Linked DNA regions of Mus musculus: regions 2, 3 and 4 are each linked to region 1. The links are chromatin contacts, called in public Hi-C, HiChIP or PLAC-seq and promoter capture Hi-C maps. All regions are on one chromosome and are shown on one strand. Each heading gives the region's core, a stretch centred on a gene start, on an enhancer-like site or on the middle of the called end of the contact. The rest is flanking DNA. Distances are from core to core; before and after follow the strand shown.

Region 1 (3,425 bases), core at 629-3,128:
CGAACGGTTTCTTTTCCTATAAACAAACAAACAAACAAAAAGGAGCTACCAAGCCGAGCAAGTGATGGGAATTCATTAAGCAAAGGATTTGCCACCCTTCGGATCTAGCCAAATCTTTGGTTTGCAAGCCCAGATCCCGGCACCTTGCCACCTCCGCTGCGTACCCCTCTACAAAGAAGGGGAGAGCATTATTCAGTCTTTTGGAATAGTGGGTTCTACATAATGCGCCGGGAGTCCCGGGTGGACCGCGAGCGGCGCATTTAGAGGCATCGCCAAGTTGCGAGAGACTAAGTCTTTGGCTCCATCCTCAACCCCTTGCGGAGCCTTTAAGAGTCGTAGTGTGTGCGCCGCGCGCTAGTCTTGCCGCCAGGGCGGAAACCACTGTGCCCGATGCGGGGCGGCCGGGGTCCGCGCTCCGGGGTCCACCCGGGCCCATCCCCCTCTCTGTGGCCAGGACCGCGCGGCCACCCGTCCCCGCCCCCCTCCGTCCCCGCGCGCCCCGTGCGGCTGTCTCGACGCCGCTCGCGCTAGGACCGGGCTGCTCCCGCTGCCGCCATGGCGGGGCCGCTGCGCTCCGGCCAATGACGACGAGGGGGCGGCGCGCGCGCGCCGGGCCAGGCCAACCCCGGCGGCTGCCTTATAAGGCGCGCCGTCGCCATGGCAACGTGCGCTAAGTTGCAGCAGTCGTGTCAAAGTTCACTATATAGAGAGCTCAGTGAGCTGATCGCGGAGAAGCCACTTCTGCCAGCCCCGGCGCCTATAAATCGCATTCCCTCCCGCGCCCCCCTTTTTAGCATATTTGATCACTTTGATTCTGCTCTTTTCTCTCCGCGGTGTGTGCGTGCGTGCGCGCGTGTGTGTTTTCTTCTCCTCCTCCTCCTCTGCCGGAGTTGCCTCCTTTCTCCGGGTGCCGCGCTGCTCTTCCCTCTTTCATTCTTTCTCTCCGTTTCTCCCCCCTCTGCGCACGAAGGATGCGCTTCTAGGTGCTGATCTGCCCTCCTTTCTCTCTTATCATCTCTCCCCCGCCGCCGGCGAGTTGACTCTTTCCCTATGTGTGTGAGGCGGCGGCGGCAGCAGCAGCAGCAGCAGCAGCAGCAGCGGCTCCACCGGCGGCGGCAGCAGCGGCAGCAGCAGCGACTCCACCGGCGGCGGCGGCGCTAGACGCAGCGGCTCCGGGCCCGACCCGGAGGCTTCGGCGGCGGCGGCGGCGGCCCGGGCGGCCCGCGGAGAGCAACGAGCGGCCTCCGAGAGCGGCGGCGGCGGCGGCGGCGTCCGGAGCGAGCGCGGCGCGCGCCAGGCGCCCGGGGCAGGAGGCGGCGGCGGCCCAGCGCCAGGACGACGCCGCGCAGCGCCGGACGCGGACCACTTTCATGCTGATTCCCCCGGACCCGGGCAGAGCTCCGGCCACTCCGCGGGCCGCCGGCCTCCGCCCCGGCCTGCCTGGCTCCCAGGGCGCGCCCGCGCCCGGCGCCTCCGCTCTCCCAGTCCTCCTGATTTCGATGGCTTTCCTGAATGGCTGACTGTGGGCTGCCCTGGACTTGGCCCCCGGACAGTCGCCTCTCCTTCTCCTTCTCCTCTTCCTCCTCCTCCTCTTCCTCCTCCTCCTTCTCCTCCTCCAACTCCTCCGCTGCACACTAGATCTGAGAGCGAGAGAGTGAACCAGAGAGGGAGAGAGGGAGGGAGAGTGAGAGCGAGCGAGATCTTTAGAGAGATTTTTTTTTTTTTTTTTTTGCCTCCTACTTCTGTCTTGAAGCCAGACAATCGACTTGCAGCTCTCCCTCCCCTCCCTCTCTCCACGTTCTGCTCCCACTCTCTTTCCCCTGTCCCCTTGCCCTCCCCTCTGGACGGAAAGCCCCCCGAAACCAACAAAGCTGAGCCGAGGGAAACAAACAAAACAAACACACCGGGCCAGACAAGCAATCGACAAAACTTTGCAAAAGCAAAAACAAAAAAACAAAAAAGGAAAAACTAACCAACCTCAAATCAACTAGCCCTGAGCCACCCGGGGCGCCCTCCCGCGCCCTCTCGCACCCTCGCACACACAAAAGGCGGCGCGCCGGAGCCCGAGACCCGGGAGCCGCCGCCACCCCGCCGCCGCCCGCAGCCAGGGGAGCAGAAGTCCGGACGCGGCCCCCATAGATATGGCAATGGTAGTCAGCACGTGGCGCGACCCCCAGGACGAGGTGCCCGGCTCTCAGGGCAGCCAGGCCTCGCAGGCGCCGCCCGTGCCGGGCCCGCCGCCTGGCGCCCCGCACACGCCACAGACGCCGGGCCAAGGGGGCCCGGCCAGCACGCCGGCCCAGACAGCGGCTGGCGGCCAGGGCGGCCCTGGCGGCCCGGGCAGCGACAAGCAGCAGCAGCAGCAGCACATCGAGTGCGTGGTGTGCGGGGACAAGTCGAGCGGCAAGCACTACGGCCAGTTCACGTGCGAGGGCTGCAAGAGCTTCTTCAAGCGCAGCGTGCGGAGGAACCTGAGCTACACGTGCCGCGCCAACCGGAACTGTCCCATCGACCAGCACCACCGCAACCAGTGCCAGTACTGCCGCCTCAAAAAGTGCCTCAAAGTGGGCATGAGACGGGAAGGTATCGGCCTCTCATTTCTTCCCCCTTCGCCCGCGGTCCCGGGGCTCTGGGTGCGTTTGGCTAGCCTGCTCTGGGTAAGGACTCAGAAGCCCCGAGCTCTCCCGGTTGCAGTCGGAGGGGATTTGGTACTAGGAACCGGGGAGGGGGGTGGGGGTCTGCACTGCAACCCAGATCAGCCCCCACCCCCATTACAGTCCGCATGCTTTAGTAGACTTTCCTTCTCCACTCTTTCTTCCTCTCCCCCTCTCTCTCTTTCTCCCTCTCCGGACAGCTTTTCCTTTCCTTTGCATTGATTGAGAGTTCATTAGAGTTCACCTTTCTGCAAGGAATGGGTTGTTTGTTGTTGTTTTAAAGTCCCCCCCCTCTCTCTTCCCTTTCTCTCTTTCCTTGTTTTTCCTGCATGTTCAACATATGTCCCTCCTCCTTACCCCTCTCCCCAACCCCCACCTTTTCAGAAAAAAAAAAAAACAACCTGAGATTGTACTTTTGTACAGGAGGTTCAAATTACAAATGGCAATTTTATGCACTTCGCCGTATTAACGCTGCCGCCTGGGCAGAGCTCATGTGACCCCTCCGTGGATTAACATTCTGCTTTAAAAAAATACCTCTTGTTTTCTTTTTTTTTCCTTTCACTTTTGAAACCCTGAGAGCACTGTAGGGAGTAGGAAAGTGTGGGCAAGGGGCCTTTGGCCGCTGCTTTCCCTCTGCGCCAGTTGGGTCTTTGTGATATAAAATTATCCCAGAGCCGGGAACAGTGCTCTACCAATGGCGCGCTCCGCGCCTGGGCGCGGGCTCCGGGTTGGAGCGAGCCAATGCCGGGGTTTCTTTGTGTTTCTGCGAGA
Region 2 (3,425 bases), core at 300-2,799, 240 kb after region 1:
GAATGTGTGTCAGAGGAAAGAAATAGACATTTAACTCAGAGCTGTTTTTTTTTTTTCCTCCCAAGTACAAGAAATAAGAATTTCTAAATGTCTGAAACTGTTGGCACCTCTAGACACATGTGGGAAAGTAGAGTCCAGCTTAGGCAGGAACCAGACCTCACAGCTTGTCTGCTGAGATACAATTTCAAGAACAGCCTTGTTAACATCTGTAAGCACAGTCTCTCCATGCAGATGCTCCATCAGCAGGTTTTTAAGAGACTGACTTTGAATTGACTCCCGCATCTCTCACAAGCTTGCCAAAGTGAGGTCTTCCTCACTTCTCCTGTGTCAGGTGATCAGTAACACCCTACCAACAGAAATAGACAGCAAGTTGCTGAGAAGTCAGAAGTTACTAAGCCCAGGTTCTGGTTCACCTTGGGTTTTCAGCACTTTGGAATGCTTTCCCTTACCACACACATGCAGAAAGGTACATTTTGTTCGAGGGTGTGAGTGAGTTTCCTGAGAGCTACAATTCGAGAAGGAATGCCTCTATTCAAATACACAAGAAACAGCAGTTTTTTTAAAAATAGTAACGCTGTATTTTCCTTACCGTAAAAATTTATTAAAACTAGAGTTAGACGCTTACGCTGTATCAGTCAATCCAATTCAACTAAATCGAGTACAACTTGGTCTTTATGATTCATACGTAGAAAATACTACATTATTTTTTTATAGAAAACACTACATTATTTTATAGACAATGGCATTTAGACTGTAAATTTCATTGCCAAGTGTTTAAGCATCCAGTAGTGCCTGTGTTTCTTGTTTCTTGGGTTTCAAAGGACAATTAACTTAATAATGAGCCTTTATATTAGCTTAGTTCAGAGGCAAACTGCTAACTGTGGAGGAGGTCGGCTTCACAGGTCCAGCTTTCCTTTTGGTTAGTCCTGAACCCTTTATGGGATTCAGGGACACACTGAGACTTAAATGGCAACTCCTGACAATGGGATTATGCTGATTCATTGTGTCTTCCTCCAACAAAGCCTGTTGCCATTTTTCTAGAACCCTAATTTTCTGCTGTTGGGTAATTTTGGAAACACAGCATGGGTATGGCTTTTCGAAGGCTTGATGGGAAAATTTGGCATTTTAATAAAGAACCATGAAAACTTTTCTAAGGCATCCTCAAAACAGGGATCATTGAACACGGACCGTCCTCTTCGTCTAATCGCGCTGATTCTACGTTGATCTGGCTGGCATTATCCTCCCACCCAGGAGAAACGTATCTAGCCGAGCAAGGAGACGCTGTGTTCTGTTCTGAATCAGCTCTATGATCCTGGCCCCGGGATTTCATCCCAGCAAGGACCATCTGGCTCTGCGTGGGGTGAGCGTGTCAGCTCTGCCCCAGAATTTCCACGTCAGCCTGGGGGCTTCAGCTCCCTAGCTAGCCCCATGCCCTTTGAACTTAACACCAGTTCCCCCAAAACAACTCTGAGAAAGACAGGAGTCAACCCCTGAAAAGCATACCAGGCATTTTAAAACACAACCCTGACATTTCCCCAGTATTTCCATAGCGAAACCCCTTCCCGCGCACAACCTTCCCCCTACCCTCGCTTCAATCAAATACGGCACCCGCTCTCTCTCATGGTAGCGCAAAGGCGGAAGAAAAAAAAAGTTGGCAATTTAATTCAAACAAAAGAAGCTTGAAATCTATAAGCACAGCAACTCCGAGGCTTCTGGCAAATAGAATTCTAATTAGTATGCTGCTATTTTTCTTTTAGACAGATGAGCGATGCCCCCTGTTGACTCTAGCAGGCAGGCTGGTAAGGGGGAAAAAAGAGGGGGGCAGGGGGGCTAGCCAGCAAACACTGCAGATTGCAAATTATATTGCAGACCTTGCCAAGTCCTGGCTCTTGGCATCAGATTTTTAATGACACCCTGGAAAAAGGGAAAAGAAGCCCTCTGCTATGGGATAAAAATGAAGGGTTTTACACTGTGATAAGTCTTCGCTTAAAACCCAAATGGCCGAGTGCACATTAGGGTTTTAAAATATTCATAGATAGAAGTGAAAATGAGTCAATGAGGAAGTGCGTTTGTTGCCTGGTCAATTGACAACTCATTCTGCATATTAATACATGCCATGATCTAATTTTAAAGGGATAGCCCACTCCTTCTGTTTTTTTTTTTTTTTTTTTTTTTTGGTTTAATTATTACATGACTTTTGATGACTCTGAAATTAAGGCTAAAACATCACAGAAAAAGCTAGCGATGATGCGGAATGCCGCTTCCTTTTGATGTAGACCTGGAACTAACTAGTTTGGTTAAGCTCTCTGAGCCTTGTGAAACTTACCTCACCTTCCGAGAGTCCTCCCTTTTGATGTATTCTGAATTTGTTGATTCAACCCCCGCCCTGTTGTTCTCCCTCCTTTTCTTTCTGCAGTGTATGAGGACCTTGCACAGTTGCAGAATTTTGCAGGATTTTGTTCAGAAACAGACAAATCCTAGCAATTTCAGGACATTGCTTTTAATAATTACCCCACCTTCTGTTGTGTTCAACCAACTTTTCTTTACTTTTTTTTTTTTTTTTTTTTGGTATGAGTTCTCATGCTGAATGTCTCAGCTGTAAGAGGAAGTACAAGAGAAAAACGCCTCCCATCCAGGTGAGGGTAACTTCATGTTGCAAGTCACAAGTCTCAGGAAACTGCTGTTTAACTGGTAATTTTGGCTACACAGGGTAAAGCATAAAACACTCATTCGAGAACTAGAATGCAGCTGTATGGGATGAGTTGGGAGTGAGTTATAAATCTACTCTACTTAACCCTTTGTATAAATTATGATTGGGTTTGACCCTTTTGAGATATCACCAGGAGTGTAGAAAAAACATTTAAACCACCCTAAGGCCTTTTGACTTTTCTGACAGGATATCATATTCTTCACAGCCTATTTACACACTTGTGTCTTAAGTGGGCGAAGACACTCATGTTTGTCCTGTGGAGCACAGACATTTACAGCGCAAACAAAAGTGACTGCTTAAGAGATAAACTGACATCAGTAAAATCATGACCAGCTCAGGACACTGTTGAGTGAATTCGGGGACTGGAAGAGTCCCAAGTTGCTGGTGGTCCTTCTGTGCCCCAGGGAGTACCAGGCTCAATCTGAAGGACCAAAGGATGCCATTCTGCTAAGGAAACAAAACTCAACTTCCCAAGAACAAAAAGAAGAATTTAAAAGGTGATGTTTCAAGGAGAAACCACACTGGACGTTGTAGAAGCAAAAGACTTTGCCACTACAGGAAGAGAGTGCCAGGTACTGGTTAGGTCTTCCTTTATTACTAGAGTAAAAGGTTTTCTTGGAACTGGATACAGAGAATGCTACTCCACAATGCAGACTCTAGGCTAAAACAAAGCTACTAGCCCTTTAGTTAAAAAGTTGGATTTTTCTGTGTATGT
Region 3 (3,425 bases), core at 269-2,768, 150 kb after region 1:
ATAGATTTGCAAAAATCTAACACAGTTCTCCTCTCATATTTCTTCCTTTGGAAAAGATTATTTTTTATAAGCATGTGTCATTTATGTTAACATATAATTGCTTATATTTTGTTATCTAAACATAAATGAATAAACATACTTTAAACACTTTTCAATTTGTTACTTTTATTTCTAATTGTATGTGTATGTGTGTGTGTTTGTGTGTGTGTGTGTGTGTGTGTGTGTGTGTGTGTGTGTATGTGTGTGTATGTGTATGCACACATGAGTACATGGATACAATTGTCTGCAGAGGCCAGGGCATTCTGTTGCCTGCATCTGGAGTTACAGGTGGTTGGGAGACTCCCAACACTGGTGTGAAAATTGAACTTCAGTCCTCTGAAAGATCAGCAAGAGCTCTCAACCTCTGAGCCATCTCAGAGTTTCTAACACTATTAACACTAGCAGACAGAACCACATAAAGAGAGGCTCAGAGTGTTGATTTTTTTTTTCTTTTTGGACTGTAAAAGAATCATGACCCTAGAGAACTTGAACATTTCTCATCTACTAACGGGATATTTGTTATTTATCAGTAGGTCTCAGTGATGGGAGACTGGAATCCTTTGGTCAACAAGCCCACTTTTGTGTGTTAGCTGTTATGCAGATATAGACTGTGGGACTGGCCTTAAGGACAGCTTGGGATACTAGACATAAAGATTGCATATGAGAAGGAGAGCACTGACCAGTAATTCTCAACTGTGAACAAGACAGCAGATCCTGTCGTCTGCCGTGGTGGGTGTCAGTGAGGTCCATGAGAGTGTGGGTGACCTGTTTTTCTGCTCCTGTACTGTGGTGGTTGGTGGTAAAGAAGGAATATAGACTCATCCCGTCTCCTTACTGGGTACTTATCACTGTATCAAAATCTCTGGACTCGTATTTCCAAAATACTAACAAAAGCGGGGCGAGTTTCTTTCCTAAGGCTTTGTTCGACATAGTGCCGATGCTTTCCTGAGCTGGTCAAAAGCTCTAGCTTCCTATGCACCTGCTGAGAAGGAAGACTAATATTGATAGCCAACCAAAAGTAACTAGAATCACCTAGTTAATCCCCCAGCCATGTCTCCTAGAGACTTCTAGATTAGGTTAATTGAGTGCGAAGACCTAGGTGTGAAATTTACCTTTCCAGGGCTGGTATTCAACTGTACATGTGTTGTCCCATTATAGTTTCAGTTTGAAGGAAAAGCTTGGCCATTTTCCAGCTAAGGGTTTTCTTATAGTGTCCGGTCCTCTGACGACATGCCCATGAGTCTGCAACAGGCAGCTGGTATCCTTTTCCAGCTAGTCCATCTTTTTAACAAATCTCTTGTTAGTAGATCAGAAATGTTCAAGTTTTACAGTAAAAAAAAAATTCAACACTCTTAGCCTCTGTTTATGTGGTTCTGTCTGCTAGTGTTAATAGTGTTAGAAACTGAAATCGGGGCTAGAGAGATGGCTCAGAGGTTGAGAGCTCTTGCTGATCTTTCGGAGGACTGAAGTTCAATTTTCACACACGTGTTGGGAGTCTCCCAACCACCTGTAACTCCAGATGCAGGCGATAGAATGCCCTGGCCTCTGCAGACAATTGTCCCTAATCCATCTTTCCAGTCCCAGTCCATCTTTCCTGAGGAGCCACAGCGACTATGAGAATTGTAGGTAACTCATTCATAAGCTTGCTTCCATAATATAGGAGGGATATGCATCTGTCTGATTTTTCTCTAGAATAATACTTACAGGCATTATTTATTATAATATATAACATATATATATATATGCATTCACATTATATTAAAGTTATTATTATGTTGTTGGTATCATGAGTCAGTTTTTGTATCATTGCCCAGGGTGGCCTTGAACTCCTAGGATCAAGAAATGCTCTTGCCTCAGCCTTTTGAGCAGCTGGAACTGCAGGTCTAGATGACACTACAGTAGGCAGTTTTCTCTTTGTAGTACCCCCGTGGGAGATATTGTTGGTTGGCAAGCAGTCACCGTGTCAGCCTCTGAAATATCAGATCCTTACTTTCCTAGGATTTCCCCCCCTATCCCTACTTGCCCCCTGCTCCCCAGGCTGCTTCTGGAGACCGAACGGAAAGGTTTGCGATTTTGTTGGGCCTGGTGGTTCAGGCATGTAATTCTAGATGCTTTAGGTCATGAGCCAGGATGACCACACTTTTAAGGGCAGTCTGAGCAAGTTAATGAAATCCTTGTCTCAAACAAAGCAAAAAACACAATGAAAAAATGGCAAGGGGGGGTTGTGGGGGGAGGAATATAGCTCAGAGATAGAGCAATTGCCCACGATGCTTGGGGCCCTAAGTTCAATTCCAAGTACTGATAAAAAAGATTTTCTGTCTTTTCTTCTTTGACAGAGGCAGAGAGTAGGAGATGGCAGCAGGAGAGATGGTGTGTTGGATAACTCTTGGGGAAGAATTTTCTTGTATCAGTCAGTGTCCCAGCAGGAAACAGATGGCCCCCTCTAACACGGTAATTAAGGGAGAATTTAATAAAGCGACTATTTACAAAGGTCTGAGTGGGGTTATGGGAGGCCTACAAAGGCTGAAGACTCACTGTGGGGCTACAACTGGTGGGGAGTCTTTATCACGCTGGGACTGAGAGGGTGAGCAGGATTAGGGTCCAGAGCCAGGAGAAACCAGGCAGAGCTGTTGGAGACACTCCAGTAGCAAGACTGATGGATGCTACTTAGCATGGAGGTAGCCATGGGAAAGCAGAGGGCCAAGGGAATCGGCCTTGATTCAGGAAGATGAATCCTCAGAGCACGGAGAAGGAGGGGAGGAGGCAGACTTTGAAGAAGCTGAAGGAAATTTTCTGAAATTAATGGAGGAAGGGAAGGAGAGTTAGAGAAAGGAGGAAAAAGGAGGGAAGAGGTCAGACGGGGAGAGGGAAGAGGAAGCGAGTGAGAAAGAGAGAGGAAGAATCCGGAGAGAGGCAGAAGAGGTACAGCAGAAAGGGGGGGGGAGGGAGGGAGGGAGGGGGAGAATTTGCTCTCTGTTTCTTTACCCATTCACATTTAGAGCTGAGTGGAGCTGAGGTGACTTTCTCGGGCTCCTCGGGTGAAGAGAGTGTCTTTCTGGTCCACTTGGGTCTGATGGGCCTTGCTTCCATTTCCTGTGACCTGCCGCTATTCACAGAAGCCAGAACTCCCATTACTTAAACTCTTCCAGTCAGGAGTCCGCTTGTGGCCCAAAACATCTTAATGGGTGCAGCTTACTGAAAGGAAATGAAGAGTTTCAAGTTTCCTGAGTGCATATTGCATGCTAGAGCCTCTTCACACAGGCTCTATTTAGTTCTTCTCTGGTGACAATCGGCGTTGCCAGTTCCATTTCCCACACCAGGAAGCCGAGCTTGAGAGTGCCGTGGGACAGCATGGTGCCTGCTATGTCAGCTAGTCCACCACAGCT
Region 4 (3,425 bases), core at 432-2,931, 140 kb before region 1:
TAAATAAAGTGGAGTTCTCAAAACTTGGCCAAGAAAAAGCAGGGAGGAGGGATCTTTCAAAATGATTATAGAGTTCTTTCTTCCTCCCTTCTGTTCCTCCCCCCCGACTCCTTCTCCTCATCCCCTCTGCCCCTCCTGGCCCACTTTCCATCTCTGAGATACAGTCCCCTTATATAGCCCAGGCTTACCTGAAATTCATGTCAATCTTCCTGTCTTAATCTAACATGCTGGAGTGACAGACATAAGCACCTCAGTCCAGAGTTCGCATCTTTTTTATTCGAATTTCTAATGTGTGACTATAGTAGTCTATAAGAGCACAGATATAACTTATAATATATGAGGATATATATATATATATATTATATATATACATATAACTATTTATGTATAAGTCAATACATGTAATAAGGAAACAGAGTATCAGCCAAGTACTAAAAACACTACTCAGAACCATGTGAGTAAAATTTCCACTCTGATATTTTTAATATGTGGCTTGCAGATGAATGGCCAGCACTGCTTTCACATAAAATGTGAAGAAACCAATTTTTTTTCAATAAATGTATAGTTCGACTATCAAGCCCACAGGAGAAATTGTTAAGTACCCAACCTGAAAATCAAATTATTTAAGCTTGGTTATACTAATAACAGCCACTAACCATCTGCTAAGGTGGACTATAAAACCAAGCAAGCCAAAGGCAGCACAAAGGAGATGTGTTTCAAAGGGAGGAGCATGAAGTTTAAGACACAAACTTGCTTCCTGGTGGCAAGTGGAATAAAACTGGGGTAGTTGCTTCTGAGCCTGCCATTGGAGGTTCTACAAGGGTCTAATGGCTTTATAGTCTGGTCCCTCTCTACTTCATCCCTAGCCTACATTGTGAAATCTTCTCATCAGGAATCCTAGGCCCAATACAATGGGTTATCTTTTCTGGCCTCACAGAGTCTTCTCTACATCCTCCTCATTTGGGGCATGCGCATCTCTAAAGTTTAGCTATCTCTGCATGTCTCTTCTTCCAGATGACCCCAGCTGAGTCTTCTCCACTGGGTTACAAGGACACTCCTTTGTGATTCCCCAGGTGGCTTGCTTCCTTTGTGAAGGTAGGAGGTACTGTTTACATTATTAGATCACATGCCGCACTAGTCCATTATCTGATGTTGTGATAGAATTCATAAGTCTTTGCCCACAGTCTTTCACCTACTTGGTACAGAGGCAGCACTCTGCCTCTAGTCTCAAGATTTGCAAACTTCTAACATTATGCACTGCAGAGCCAACATTCACTGAATGTTTATGACAATGGCCTGGAAAGCATCATAGTGTCCTCGTGCACTCAAATATTAGACATACTGAACAGGACAGGCAAGGAGCAGTGAAGCACCCCTTTAGTCCCTGCATTCAGGACACAGAGGCGGGCAGATCTCTTTGAGTTTGAGGCTAGCCTGGTCTACAAAGAGAGTTCCAGGTAAACCAGGACTACATACTGAAATGCTTTCTCAAACAAAGCAAAAGCAGGACAGGACAGGAAAGGAAAGGAAGAAAAAAAAATGAGCCTACTAACAGGCTCTTTTGCTCTGCTTTCTAGATAACTAGTTTTATTTATTTTACTAGGAGATGTCCTATAAGCCTATTAAGTAACTCATATTGATCTTCTTTTCCATGGAAAGAATCCATTCTTACTGAATTGGCTATCATACAAAGGATACACAGTTAATCCCAGGAAGAGCCAGCATTCTTACCCAGAATCCCAAACTGCCTTGCTATATCAAGACCTACACTCCTGGAGCAGAGTGTCTCCGGCATCTCTGTCTTCACTGAATCAATGACTGTGATTTTAGTCTAACCTCTAGACTATAGATGAGGAGGCTGAGGTTCAAGGAAAAGGACACTGTCAAAGCCAGAGAAAGAGAGTAACAAAATGTATGTGAGAAAATGCCAGGCTGTGGAAATGCCTCAGTACTCAAGAGAGACTTGATAAGGTCTTGACAGAGGTGTTCATCAGCAGGTGGTTGGATAAAGTAATATTACTATATATTAATATATGTTATTCTATAGAGGACTCTCTCTCTCTCTCTCTCTCTCTCTCTCTCTCTCACACACACACACACACATACACACACTATTCAAGCCATAAAAACATGAGACCCTATCATTTATGGCAGCATGGATAATCTAGAGAGCATTATACTCAGTGGAAAAAGCAGGCACCAGAAGACAGAAGCTATAGCATGTCTGCCATGTAGCATCTCAGGGAATTAGAGAGCAGTGCATGGACCTCACAGACTGGGAAGTAGGGAAAGGAGGGAGATGTACAGAGGTTGCTTAGTGTGTACAAGGGTGCACCTGAGGAGGAGAAATGGCTTCTGGTCTTCTGTAGCTCAATGGGATAATAGCTTTAGTCAACTTTCCATCACTAGAATGCAATGCCCAAGATAACAGACTTTTAAACAAGGGTAGCATCTTTTGAATGTTTGGATGACATTTTTGGAAGCCCTTCCCCATGAACAGGCAGAATCACTGTTTTAAGGTGTCCAGTGGGGAGACCAGATGGCCACAGCGAGGAGAACATGGCAGAGCCAACCTCATGGCTAGAAGGTTAAAGAATAAGTGACCATAGTCCTACAGACTCTTGGATGGCATGCCCCCAAAGGCCCAAGGAACTCCCATTCATCAATACCTCCTAACAAACACCACCACCCTGGAGACCAAACCTTTAACACATGGGCTTTAGACGGGGCAACAATGAACGTGCAAGCTTTATCGCTGTGGTGAACAGCAATTCATTGTGTAACAGAGAATAGCTCACAGAAAGGATTGTGAGTGTTCTTACACAAATAATTTGCAAGTACTCAGGGTGTCGATGCAGTGCTCTAGTGATTAGAGAACATTTGCTAGATAGACAGAATCACTACACTGTAACCCTGAGTGTACACCATGATTTCCCCCCTGAAATTATTTTTTAAAACAATTTAAGCAGCTTGAGTCTACTTCACAAGTTTGTTATTCCCCATTTACAAATAATCTTCGTTCTATTTACAAATGTCTCTTATGGTTCACAAATATGTGTCTGTATGTGTTTGTACATGTATACGCACTGTGTGTAGAGGCCAGAAGTTGAAGTCATGTGTCTTCCTCAATCACTTTCTAGCTAATTGAAAGAGACAAGTCTTTCACACAGTCTAGAGCACACCAATTTAGCTAAAGCCAGACGGGCCAGCAAGCCCAAGGGATCTAGTATCTCTCTTTCCAGTGCTTTGATTACAGCCACGCACCATAGCACCCATTTTTTATTCTTGGGGATCCTAGGGGACTGAACTCGGATCTTCACGCTTGCATGACAAGCACCCAACTTGCAGAGCCATTTCCAGAGCCACAGAATTTGTTTGGTCATCTTTCTCTGCTTCATCTGAACCTTTATAAAACATGCATGCAT

Evidence for each region. Promoter capture Hi-C pulls out the DNA fragments that hold promoters and counts their contacts. A called contact is a pair of places that touch in the nucleus more often than the background predicts. HiChIP or PLAC-seq counts read pairs in DNA pulled down with a chosen protein or histone mark.
Region 2: an H3K4me3 HiChIP or PLAC-seq map of embryonic forebrain shows a contact between it and region 1, with 5 times the contacts expected there. The contact joins the enhancer-like site here to the promoter of Nr2f2 in region 1. A contact is called at or near these places in 5 of 39 promoter capture datasets (the 3T3-L1 cell line, liver, maxillary cranial neural crest and 1 more), 6 of 484 Hi-C or Micro-C datasets (the 3T3-L1 cell line, the HL-1 cell line, the MC3T3-E1 cell line and 3 more), 7 of 115 datasets of contacts at active chromatin or transcription factors (craniofacial prominence, embryonic basal ganglia, embryonic forebrain and 4 more) and 1 of 9 other capture datasets (adipose tissue).
Region 3: a contact with region 1 is called in a Hi-C map of the N1E-115 cell line, with 2.4 times the contacts expected there. The contact joins the enhancer-like site here to the promoter of Nr2f2 in region 1. A contact is called at or near these places in 1 of 39 promoter capture datasets (the 3T3-L1 cell line), 1 of 484 Hi-C or Micro-C datasets (the N1E-115 cell line) and 1 of 9 other capture datasets (pancreatic islet).
Region 4: a promoter capture Hi-C map of liver shows a contact between it and region 1, with 2.4 times the contacts expected there. The contact joins the enhancer-like site here to the promoter of Nr2f2 in region 1. A contact is called at or near these places in 2 of 39 promoter capture datasets (both in liver), 1 of 15 datasets of contacts at CTCF or cohesin (the NIH/3T3 cell line), 17 of 484 Hi-C or Micro-C datasets (embryonic stem cells, liver, nephron progenitors and 1 more), 8 of 115 datasets of contacts at active chromatin or transcription factors (the SCID.adh cell line, embryonic stem cells, fetal liver and 4 more) and 3 of 9 other capture datasets (adipose tissue, embryonic stem cells and pancreatic islet).

The regions. Positions count from the first base shown.
Region 1 is chr7:70,359,046-70,362,470 of GRCm38.p6, reverse strand. It overlaps Nr2f2 (nuclear receptor subfamily 2, group F, member 2), which reads left to right and starts at 1,878. Exons shown (of 3, transcript NM_009697.3): 1 at 1,878-2,583. The coding sequence starts at 2,142.
Region 2 is chr7:70,116,760-70,120,184 of GRCm38.p6, reverse strand. No RefSeq gene overlaps it. Among named protein-coding and RNA genes, the nearest start is that of Gm35271, 84 kb to the left of the region's middle. Within about 2 kb of position 1,549, at least 27 of the 459 cell types and tissues checked have an H3K27ac peak or open chromatin away from gene starts, as enhancers often do. A contact at or near this core is called in embryonic forebrain, where this site is marked.
Region 3 is chr7:70,208,339-70,211,763 of GRCm38.p6, reverse strand. Gm29683 (predicted gene, 29683) reads left to right here. Exons shown (of 4, transcript NR_131145.1): 2 at 2,376-2,490. Gm35325 (a long non-coding RNA gene) reads right to left here. Exons shown (of 4, transcript XR_391580.3): 3 at 3,025-3,234. Among named protein-coding and RNA genes, the nearest start is that of Gm35325, 2.8 kb to the right of the region's middle. Within about 2 kb of position 1,518, at least 1 of the 459 cell types and tissues checked has an H3K27ac peak or open chromatin away from gene starts, as enhancers often do. A contact at or near this core is called in the N1E-115 cell line, where this site is marked.
Region 4 is chr7:70,497,672-70,501,096 of GRCm38.p6, reverse strand. No RefSeq gene overlaps it. Among named protein-coding and RNA genes, the nearest start is that of Gm44812, 9.8 kb to the left of the region's middle. Within about 2 kb of position 1,681, at least 2 of the 459 cell types and tissues checked have an H3K27ac peak or open chromatin away from gene starts, as enhancers often do. A contact at or near this core is called in the SCID.adh cell line and liver, where this site is marked.